Linked DNA regions of Mus musculus: regions 2 and 3 are each linked to region 1. The links are chromatin contacts, called in public promoter capture Hi-C maps. All regions are on one chromosome and are shown on one strand. Each heading gives the region's core, a stretch centred on a gene start, on an enhancer-like site or on the middle of the called end of the contact. The rest is flanking DNA. Distances are from core to core; before and after follow the strand shown. Region 1 overlaps Pcmtd1 (protein-L-isoaspartate (D-aspartate) O-methyltransferase domain containing 1). Region 2 holds the start of Sgk3 (serum/glucocorticoid regulated kinase 3). Region 3 holds the start of 1700034P13Rik (RIKEN cDNA 1700034P13 gene).

The links. Promoter capture Hi-C pulls out the DNA fragments that hold promoters and counts their contacts.
Region 2: a contact with region 1 is called in a promoter capture Hi-C map of liver, with 7 times the contacts expected there. The contact joins the promoter of Sgk3 here to the enhancer-like site in region 1. A contact is called at or near these places in 4 of 39 promoter capture datasets (the 3T3-L1 cell line, hippocampal neurons and liver) and 2 of 115 datasets of contacts at active chromatin or transcription factors (large pre-B cells and pro-B cells).
Region 3: a promoter capture Hi-C map of liver shows a contact between it and region 1, with 5 times the contacts expected there. The contact joins the promoter of 1700034P13Rik here to the enhancer-like site in region 1. A contact is called at or near these places in 5 of 39 promoter capture datasets (the C10 cell line, cranial neural crest, liver and 1 more), 1 of 115 datasets of contacts at active chromatin or transcription factors (embryonic forebrain) and 1 of 9 other capture datasets (adipose tissue).

Annotation. Positions count from the first base shown.
Region 1 is chr1:7,120,276-7,123,391 of GRCm38.p6, reverse strand. Pcmtd1 (protein-L-isoaspartate (D-aspartate) O-methyltransferase domain containing 1) reads right to left here. Exons shown (of 6, transcript NM_183028.3): 2 at 2,777-3,116. The coding sequence starts at 3,083. Among named protein-coding and RNA genes, the nearest start is that of Pcmtd1, 33 kb to the right of the region's middle. Within about 2 kb of position 1,526, at least 7 of the 459 cell types and tissues checked have an H3K27ac peak or open chromatin away from gene starts, as enhancers often do. A contact at or near this core is called in liver, where this site is marked.
Region 2 is chr1:9,796,520-9,799,635 of GRCm38.p6, reverse strand. It overlaps Sgk3 (serum/glucocorticoid regulated kinase 3), which reads right to left and starts at 1,506. Exons shown (of 18, transcript NM_133220.2): 1 at 1,390-1,506.
Region 3 is chr1:9,746,122-9,749,237 of GRCm38.p6, reverse strand. 1700034P13Rik (RIKEN cDNA 1700034P13 gene) reads right to left here and starts at 1,590. Exons shown (of 4, transcript NR_040462.1): 1 at 634-1,590. Vcpip1 (valosin containing protein (p97)/p47 complex interacting protein 1) reads left to right here and starts at 856. Exons shown (of 3, transcript NM_173443.3): 1 at 856-3,116. The coding sequence starts at 1,082.

The DNA.
Region 1 (3,116 bases), core at 277-2,776:
AGTAGCTTGAGATAATTTGGTATTTTTAGAGAATGTGCATGTCAAATTGTAAAGACTTGTTCTCAGTGTCCTCAGTTTCTACCTGTTCCACATAATGGTGTTAATTCTTCAGGACTTATATTTAATCAATTATTCCAAGTGGATACTCATATTTCTGGGTTTTAAAAAATAAAATATGCACATTTGACTACTGACACCTTTTCAGACTTTCTAGTTACAATTGGCCTTAACAGGAGAAGCAACTAAAACTGTAATTAGTCATTGCCTACATTAATTTTTTTCTTTTTTTTATGCTTGGTGTTCCAAATAAGATTAGAACAGATAATGGAACTGGCTATTACAGCCAAGCATTTGAGTTATTTTGTCAACAATTTAATGCTTCCCATGTTACTGGGATTTTTTATAATTCTCAAAGACAAAGTATTGTCAAACTTTAAAACAATATCTTCTTAAAAAACAAAAAAGGGGGGAATTATATCCCCGTGTACATTATTTAAATCACACCTTTTTAAAAATAAATTTTAAAATTTGGATGCCAAGGAACTCTTTGCTGAGTGTCTATAGCATCCTACAACTAGGCATACTCATGCACAGATGAGATGAAAGTAAATACTTACTAGCATATGGCATGATCCTGATCAGGTTTTTAATATGGGGAAGAGGGCAGGTTTGTGTTTTTTCCACAGAATGCATGCTAGTTGCCAGAGTGATTAGTGTAACATTCTGACACAAAGGGATAATGGTCTGAGCTTGCTGAGTACCCTGACAATGGTGACAGGAAAGATGTACTGGGTGTATTTCTTGAACCACTTTTGCTTGCCTGTGTCCCAGATTAGACAAGCTTAGCTGCCTTGCTTCAAGCTTTTAGACCTTTTGGGACAGAGCACATAGAGACTGTGAAAACTGACTCTTCTTTTTCCTTTAATGTGACCAGTTATTCCGACTCAATCATAGACTGGTCTAGAAATAAATCCAATATTGGAGATTTCAATTATGAAGATAGCTAAAAATCTCTATCAGCCAGCTTACCTGGCTTTTTACCACTATTTCCTAAGAAGTAACAGTTCTTTCTGTTGGTTCTCAAAGCCACCTCCCCCACACCAGGAGGCCAGACCATGGTCTGATGTTGCTAATTTACAACTAAAATTGGGACATCCTCCAGGCAACTTTAATTCTGTTGCTTTTAACTTTTGACTTTGTATTTTAAACAGGTTAGTTACCTCTATACAGGTCCATCTTCAGCAAAGATCAGATGGCAATTATTCATTGCTATGGAGAGATGCATTGAGTGCATATTGTGGCTTTGGTCTGAATAGGAAAAAGGTGTGCTATAAGGGCCGGTAGTCCAGGACAGGCCACTAGTCTATGGCTCTTTTCATCCTAAGACAGAAGGAAGCATGTGCCAAGAGGCCGTGTTTGTTCGTAATAAACACTAAAAGGTTGTGTTTGTGCAAATAAACACAAACAAGCTGCAAGTGACCTCCAGGAAGGATAAGAGAGAGTCCAATAGATTCAGTCCTAAAACAGACGTGGCTGTGAGCCACCATAATTCCCAGGCAGGACCACGGAGCATAAGTAAATCTTATGCTCCGGTCTAGCTAATTTTTAATAAATAAAAAGGGAGGAGTTATGCCCTTCCCCCCAGCCTTGGGCAGGCTGATTCAGACCCTGTGTTTTTCACAGCTGGCTAGCCCACCTAGGGTGGAGTCTTCCAACTTAGGTAAGGTCTATTGTCAGGCCACATCTGCTGCTTCCGCTCCTGATGAGATCCTGGCACAGTGGGAGATGGGTTCCCCCATTTTATAAGCTCAGATTCAAAAGTAAACACTGGGCTTTGATCAGAAAACTTTGTCTTGGCTCTTCATTTCTCTCGCCATCCATCCCATACAGCCCCAGCTTTCCTTTCAGGAGCCCAGTAATCCATGGCCACTGGAAGCTACAAGTTTGTTATTATGGCCTGGTTGTTTTCATTTGGACATGAGGAGATATGATTATGTGTCATATGCAATACTAGCACTCATTTTGAGAACCCCCTAAGCTCTTCAAAGGCAAAAAATCTTGGTCCCTTTTGATCCCTCCTCTGTTTTACACCAGAAGCAATGCCCAGTACAACAGACTCAAAATATGTTGCAATATGCTTTTCCCCAGTCCCTTGCTGTCTGACTGGCACAATTCCCTTACCACTTAAAATGGGACATTGATAAGAAACAATCAAAAATCATGTATCAGTAGAAAGAACACTTTACATACTTCTAAGCTTCTTGTCTGCCAGTTTTTTTTTGGGGGGGGGGGTAGGACAGTATATGTGTATTGGAGGTGGGGGGCTGTCATGTATCCTAGACTGGCCTCAAACTCACTCTGTAGTTAGTATGTTATTAAGGATGACTTTGGTTTCTAAGTCTCCTGCCACTGTGATGGTATGTGACGTGTTAGGTCAAACCCAGGGATTTATACATGCTAGGTAAGTGCACTAGCTGAACTACAGACCCAGCCCGAGTTGTTTGATTTTAAGTACTGAGATTTTAAGTATACAGTATATACTGCTGTATATACTGTAACTAGACAGAACAGTGCAAGAGTTGACCAACCATCAGGATCATGGCTAGGAAAGAGGAAATTACTACAACCGTGTGTTCCCACACCTAAACAAACACTATACTGCTTTAAACAAACACATTCAGACACACTAGACATAGTTACAAATATGCTGTAGGTCAAGAAGAGCCATGCAAACTAAGCTCACTTTATAAAGAGAAATTTACAAAAATAAAATTACCTAAAATTAAGCCCACCATTGTACTTAAATATCCGGTTCCACTTCCCAGGTTAAGAAAAGATAATCCTGGTTGAAGTTTCAAAGCTTCCATAACTTCAGAATAAATGCAAGGTGCTGACAAGTGTATGTTCCCGTGCTTCCAGGCTAAGTCTTTGTAAGCATTGTCTCGGTAGCCTTCCAGATAGTAATCTCCGCGGTCAATGGCTCTGAAGGCTTGCTCTACTCTTTCAGTTCGGATGTACTGAGCTTCTTTAAGGTTATCAATTAAGTCATCATTATCTTCCCCAGCACTCACAGCTCCTCCCATGACAGTATTCAAATCAAATCATAAGTTAAAATG
Region 2 (3,116 bases), core at 257-2,756, 2.7 Mb before region 1:
ATCATTTTATTTTGGGGGAAAATCCTCTCTCTATATATAAGCCGCAAGACACAAAATGGACACCTTACAGGATTCATCAACCAATTCAGTGCCAGCAACAACCAACCGCAAAAAAAAAAATTACCAAACTGTTAATGGTAATGTCTACAAACAAAAAGGGTTCTGTTTCACAGTTCAAGTTTAATCTGATGCTCCCATCTGAGCCACGTCATATAAATTGTCAAACATATTGAAAACAAAGCTCCCTATAAAAACAAAACTAGGTTCAGTCCAGTGGCAGTGTAAAGAAAGGGAACTTCTGATGTCTGAGTTGTCAGACTTGGAATCAGAGAGTCCACCTTTCTGAAGTTACATGGGATCTGGCCTGAGACCTGCCAGCAACAGGTCCCATCTCTCCACGCCTGAATCCTACGGGGAATGAAGGGTAAGAACTTGCCTTAAGGGAGTGGTAGCCTAAGGGGGCAGAAGGCACACCCATTCCTAAAATATGTCTGAAACTTCCTCTAATGTTTCCAGCTCTTTCTATAACATTGGGGAACTAGAGTATGCATGGCCTCTTCGTGGCTACAACCACAAATAACTTATCATTTTGAGTTAAGAATTTGAGGTAATATTTATAAAGCACTTAGGAAACAGAGCAGTTCATAGTATGAGCTGTGTTTGCTAAATAAAGCAGGCACTTTCCAGGCCTGTTAGGTAAACAATCTAGTGAGAAGGGCAAGACTCTACCCAAGAGGCGTTTTTGGGGTTTTGTTGTTTTGTTTTCCTCTCTCTTTCTCTCTCTCTCTCTCTCTCTCTCTCCCCCTCTCTCTCTCTCTCTTTCTTCTTCTGTGTTTATTCTCGAATCCTAAGTGCATCCAGCATAGTCTCTGCCTGCAGAACTGCAGTTCAACCAGGCATTCGGTGCAACATTAAGTCAAAGACCTTTGTTTCAAGAGGCGAATCCCTTCTCTTTTCTACCGGTCCAAAGAACCATCCCTAAGCGCGCCCTAGAACCGAAAACCTCAGCGCGCTTTAAGGCGGCATTCGTCGGTGCTTGAACCGTGAGAATCGACCGAGCGAAAACAGACCGAAGGGTTCGAGTCTGAGAACTTGAAAAAGAGTGGCGACGCGATCTAGCCCTGCCGACCACTTCACACCGTCGCCCCGGCGGGTCCGCGCAGAACCCCATCCCGCGTCAGGTGGGCTCCCGGGTCCTCGCCACCCGCTGCCCCGCTCGGGGGGCCGGGCGAGCCGCCCGCGCTCCCCCGCGCGAGGGAGCCCCACGCCACGGCGCTGAGCTCTCCCGGAGCACACAAAGACCGCGCCGGGCCGCGGCGGGACCCCGGCGCCCGAGAGAGCCCGGCCGGGACCCCGGCACGCAGACCGGCGCACCCGCCCCGCACCTACCCGGCTGTGCGGCGTCCGGGCGCCCGGGCGCGGAGCCCAGAGCGCTGGCAGTTTCTTCTTCCCGGCGGCGCGGCCGGGCGCCGGCGTTTCCTCCCTGACGCGTCACGGCGGCTCCTCCCGCGAAGCGCCGGGCGGCGGGCGGGCGGGCGGGCGGCGCGAGGGGACGGCGGGGTCGGCCGGGACCCGCGCGGATGGCGGGACCGCTCGGCTACCCGCGCTCGCCCGTCACGCGGGGTGCAAAGTTCAGGAGGAGACGCCGCCGGACTCCTGCGCTCAGCTGACGGGATGCGCGAGGTCCGCGGCGAGGGTGACCTTGGCCCACTCGGGAGCCCGGGCGGCAGAGCGGACCCGGGCGGTGGCAGAGGGCTGGGGGCTGCGGCTTCCTGCAAGCTGGACGCTGCAGAAGCCAAATAAGTATTCGGACGATCTGGAGAGCCCACTGTGCTTCCTTTAGCTTTTTCTGGGCAGTTTTCTACACTTTTTCCCACGTCAGCAGATTGATTTTTTTTTTTTTTTTTGACCAGTGTTTATGGATGAGCGAGGGCTCTCACAAATTGGCAGATAGATGCTATGTACAGATAATATGCGTTTCTCTTGATCATTTTAGATCTATGGATTATTTTTGTTTGTTATTTTTAAACTACCCAACACACTCTACTGCTGGTGCTTGTCCATTTAACTACAGAAGCTGCGTTTTTAAAAACCCGTTCTGTGAATGGGGAACTAAGAATTACACGATTCAATGGTTGTGGAGTAGAGTTAAAATTTTGAACTAGAGAGCCACACCACCACTGTAGTTTAGGTTTTATCTGATACCACGTGAAAGTAGACCCACACAACTGTTTAAAGGATTTCTGTCTGCATGGCATGCTTCATATTTTACATTAATCTACCCTTTGAATCATATGGTTCCAGAAAATTTGCCACAAATCTATGAACAAATAGAGGAACTGAGATGAATGAGTGAGTTCCGTAAATTCAAAGAACTCTTTATATTTTAGAACGATACTCAGAAGATTTAGCCTCATGAATAAATGTAAGAAAAGTTATTTGTACTATCCATGCTGCAATATGGCCTTGTCCTTAAAATAGGTTGTGAACCCAAATTCTTTTATACTGTGAAACCTATTATTCTCACAGGACTTTCTTAACAGCGATTCTCCATGGCTTTGGGAAATGGACAAGAAAATACAGTTCATAGAGCCCAACATATTGCAGCAGTCATTTATATGTTCCACTATGATCTGCTTACAAAGCAATACACACAATAAAGCACACATCTTCTCTGTGACAAAAAAACAAGTGATCAGTGTATCTGCTAATTAAAGCCATATTCATAATACTGAAGAAATGCTCTTGGACAAAAGGAAATTTTATGTCAATAAACACTAAGGGAATGACATCATTCTCGATTAAAAGATAAATACCTAACTATCACCACATTTTGACGTTAGGGAAAAAAAAAAAAACAGATGGAAACCATTTTAGTGTTTCCAGGATAAATTTGTCTTACCACTATAAAGAACGTGGGGCGGGGGAGGGGGGAAGAGAGATCGAGAGCCCACCAACATTTATGGACAAGAAATGAGGATGATCTTCATTTGATTAAGAGGAAGTTAGGTATGGGCTTGTGAGTGAGTGTGTGTGTGTGTGTGTGTGTGTGTGTGTGTGTGTGTGTACATGCACACACATGTAAGCATGCATACAGGGTGGAGATCAGAAGTAGT
Region 3 (3,116 bases), core at 341-2,840, 2.6 Mb before region 1:
CCATCACTCAGGAGATAGAGGCAGGTGGATCTCTGTGGATTTGAGGCCACCCTCGTCTATTTAGTGAATTCTACACAAACAAACAAACAAATAAACAAATAAACAGACAGACAGACAGACATACAAAAAGACAAATATAATAACAGGATGTTTTCTTTAAAAGTGTTCTTACAAGTTGGCGATCAGTAATTCTCAAACTGTGACCTTTCATCATTAACCTACCAGCTTATAACTACGAATAAGATAGAAGCTCAGTTACGGCACTTGCTAGCTAAGTGGTAATTTTAAAAAAATGACATCGTATTTGAAAAATTAATATACTTAAAAAAAAAAGTAGCCTCATAGAAAACTCCTTCCATGTTCTTAGGACCTTTAACCCGGACTTCCTAGCAGTGGTGGTGGACTTTAGACCCTCTTCCACACCAATCCTTTGCACTTTTGTTTTCCCCAAGCACACTCCTTTCTGCGCAAGGGGAAAGTGCAGGGGGACACTACCCACAGCAGCCTAGGAATGTGATTTCTCTGACTCTTTCTCGTGGGCCATAGAATGGGGGACAAACTACAAAAGAGATCCAGTTAAAAATACAACTACCGACAAGCTCCGCGAATCATCGACTTCCTTTCTGCCCCCACCTTCCGAGTGCCTTCCTCTTCCTCCTCCCCGCGTGCGTCGAGTCGCTTTGCATCACGGTATTTGAAGTTCTTTCTGGACGGAAGCGCCTAGCACTCCTTCGCGAGAGAGGAGCCGGAAGACTCTGGTTCCCAGAGGGCAGAGCAGAAGCTACGCCTGCGCAGTCTCAGTGAGGGCGTGTATGTCTGTGTCTGAGGGAGAGAGCGAGAGTGAGTGAGTGTGAGTGCGGGGTGGGGTGGTGGCCGTTACGTTCGGGGCAACGGCTAAGGCAGTGGAGAAGTGAGAAGAGAAACAACGTCCGGCGCTTCCGCCTTCGCCTAGGAGGAGGAGGAACTGGTAGGAAAAGGAAAGCCATTCGCCCTGGGCCTGGACTAGACCTCGTCGGGCCGGCGGAGGTCTGGCTATGTGCCTTTGAGGGTCGCTTGGGACGCCGAGCGAGAGCCGAGAGCGATGTCTCAGCCGCCGCCGCCTCCTCCGCTGCCGCCGCCGCCGCCTCCCCCTGAGGCTCCGCAGACTTCGTCGTCTCTGGCGGCGGCGGCTTCTCCGGGGGGCCTTTCGAAACGAAGGGACCGAAGAATCCTTTCCGGGAGTTGCCCGGATCCCAAGTGCCAGGCGCGCCTCTTCTTCCCGGCCTCGGGTTCTGTCAGCATCGAGTGTACCGAGTGCGGACAGCGGCACGAGCAGCAACAGCTGCTGGGAGTGGAGGAGGTGACCGACCCGGACGTAGTGCTGCACAATCTGCTGCGGAACGCGCTACTCGGAGTGACGGGGGCTCCCAAGAAGAACACGGAACTGGTAAAGGTGATGGGCCTCTCCAACTACCACTGCAAATTATTGTCGCCAATATTGGCACGCTATGGAATGGACAAACAAACGGGCCGGGCCAAGCTTCTCCGGGACATGAACCAAGGCGAACTGTTCGATTGCGCGTTACTTGGTGACCGGGCCTTCCTCATCGAACCAGAGCACGTCAACACAGTGGGCTATGGCAAGGACCGCTCCGGAAGCCTCCTGTATTTGCACGACACGCTCGAGGATATCAAACGGGCTAATAAAAGTCAAGAATGCCTCATCCCAGTGCATGTGGATGGGGATGGACACTGCCTAGTGCATGCTGTGTCTAGGGCTCTAGTAGGCCGAGAGCTCTTCTGGCATGCTCTGAGGGAGAATCTTAAGCAGCACTTTCAGCAGCACCTAGCCCGATATCAAGCCCTGTTTCATGACTTTATTGATGCTGCCGAGTGGGAGGACATTATCAATGAATGTGACCCTCTGTTTGTGCCACCTGAAGGTGTCCCCTTAGGCCTGAGGAATATCCACATATTCGGCCTTGCCAATGTGTTACATCGTCCCATAATTCTTTTAGATTCCCTCAGCGGCATGAGAAGCTCTGGTGATTATTCAGCCACCTTTCTACCTGGCCTCATACCTGCAGAGAAATGCACTGGGAGAGATGGTCATTTGAACAAGCCAATCTGTATTGCGTGGAGTAGCTCTGGTAGAAACCATTATATTCCCTTGGTAGGCATAAAGGGGGCTGCCCTGCCCAAACTACCCATGAATTTGTTACCTAAAGCATGGGGTGTGCCTCAGGACCTTATTAAAAAGTACATCAAGCTTGAGGAGGATGGTGGCTGTGTTATTGGAGGAGACAGAAGTTTGCAGGATAAGTACTTACTTAGGCTGGTTGCTGCTATGGAAGAAGTCTTTATGGACAAACATGGTATCCATCCTAGTTTGGTTGCTGATGTACATCAGTATTTCTACAGAAGGACTGGGGTGATAGGAGTTCAGCCTGAGGAAGTTACAGCAGCTGCTAAAAAGGCAGTAATGGACAATCGCCTTCACAAGTGTTTGCTTTGTGGTGCCCTTTCTGAACTTCATGTCCCTTCTGAGTGGTTGGCTCCAGGAGGGAAACTGTATAACTTGGCAAAAAGTACTCATGGGCAGTTGAGGCCTGACAAAAATTACAGCTTTCCCTTAAACAATTTGGTTTGTTCATATGATCCAGTAAAAGATGTTCTGCTACCAGACTATGGATTGAGTAATCTAACAGCTTGTAATTGGTGCCATGGCTCATCTGTGCGAAGAGTCAGAGGAGATGGCTCTATTGTGTATTTGGATGGAGACAGAACTAATTCTAGGTCTACTGGTGGCAAATGTGGTTGTGGATTCAAACATTTTTGGGAAGGTAAAGAGTATGACAATCTTCCAGAAGCTTTTCCTATCACTTTGGAGTGGGGAGGAAGAGTAGTCAGAGAAACAGTATATTGGTTTCAGTATGAAAGCGATCCATCTTTGAATAGTAATGTTTATGATGTTGCAATGAAACTTGTTACCAAGCACTTTCCAGGTGAATTTGGGAGTGAGATCCTAGTTCAGAAAGTTGTCCACACTATATTGCATCAGACTGCAAAAAAAAATCCGGACGATTACACTCCTGTAAATATAGATGGTGCTCATGCTCAGAGAGTTGGAGATGTGC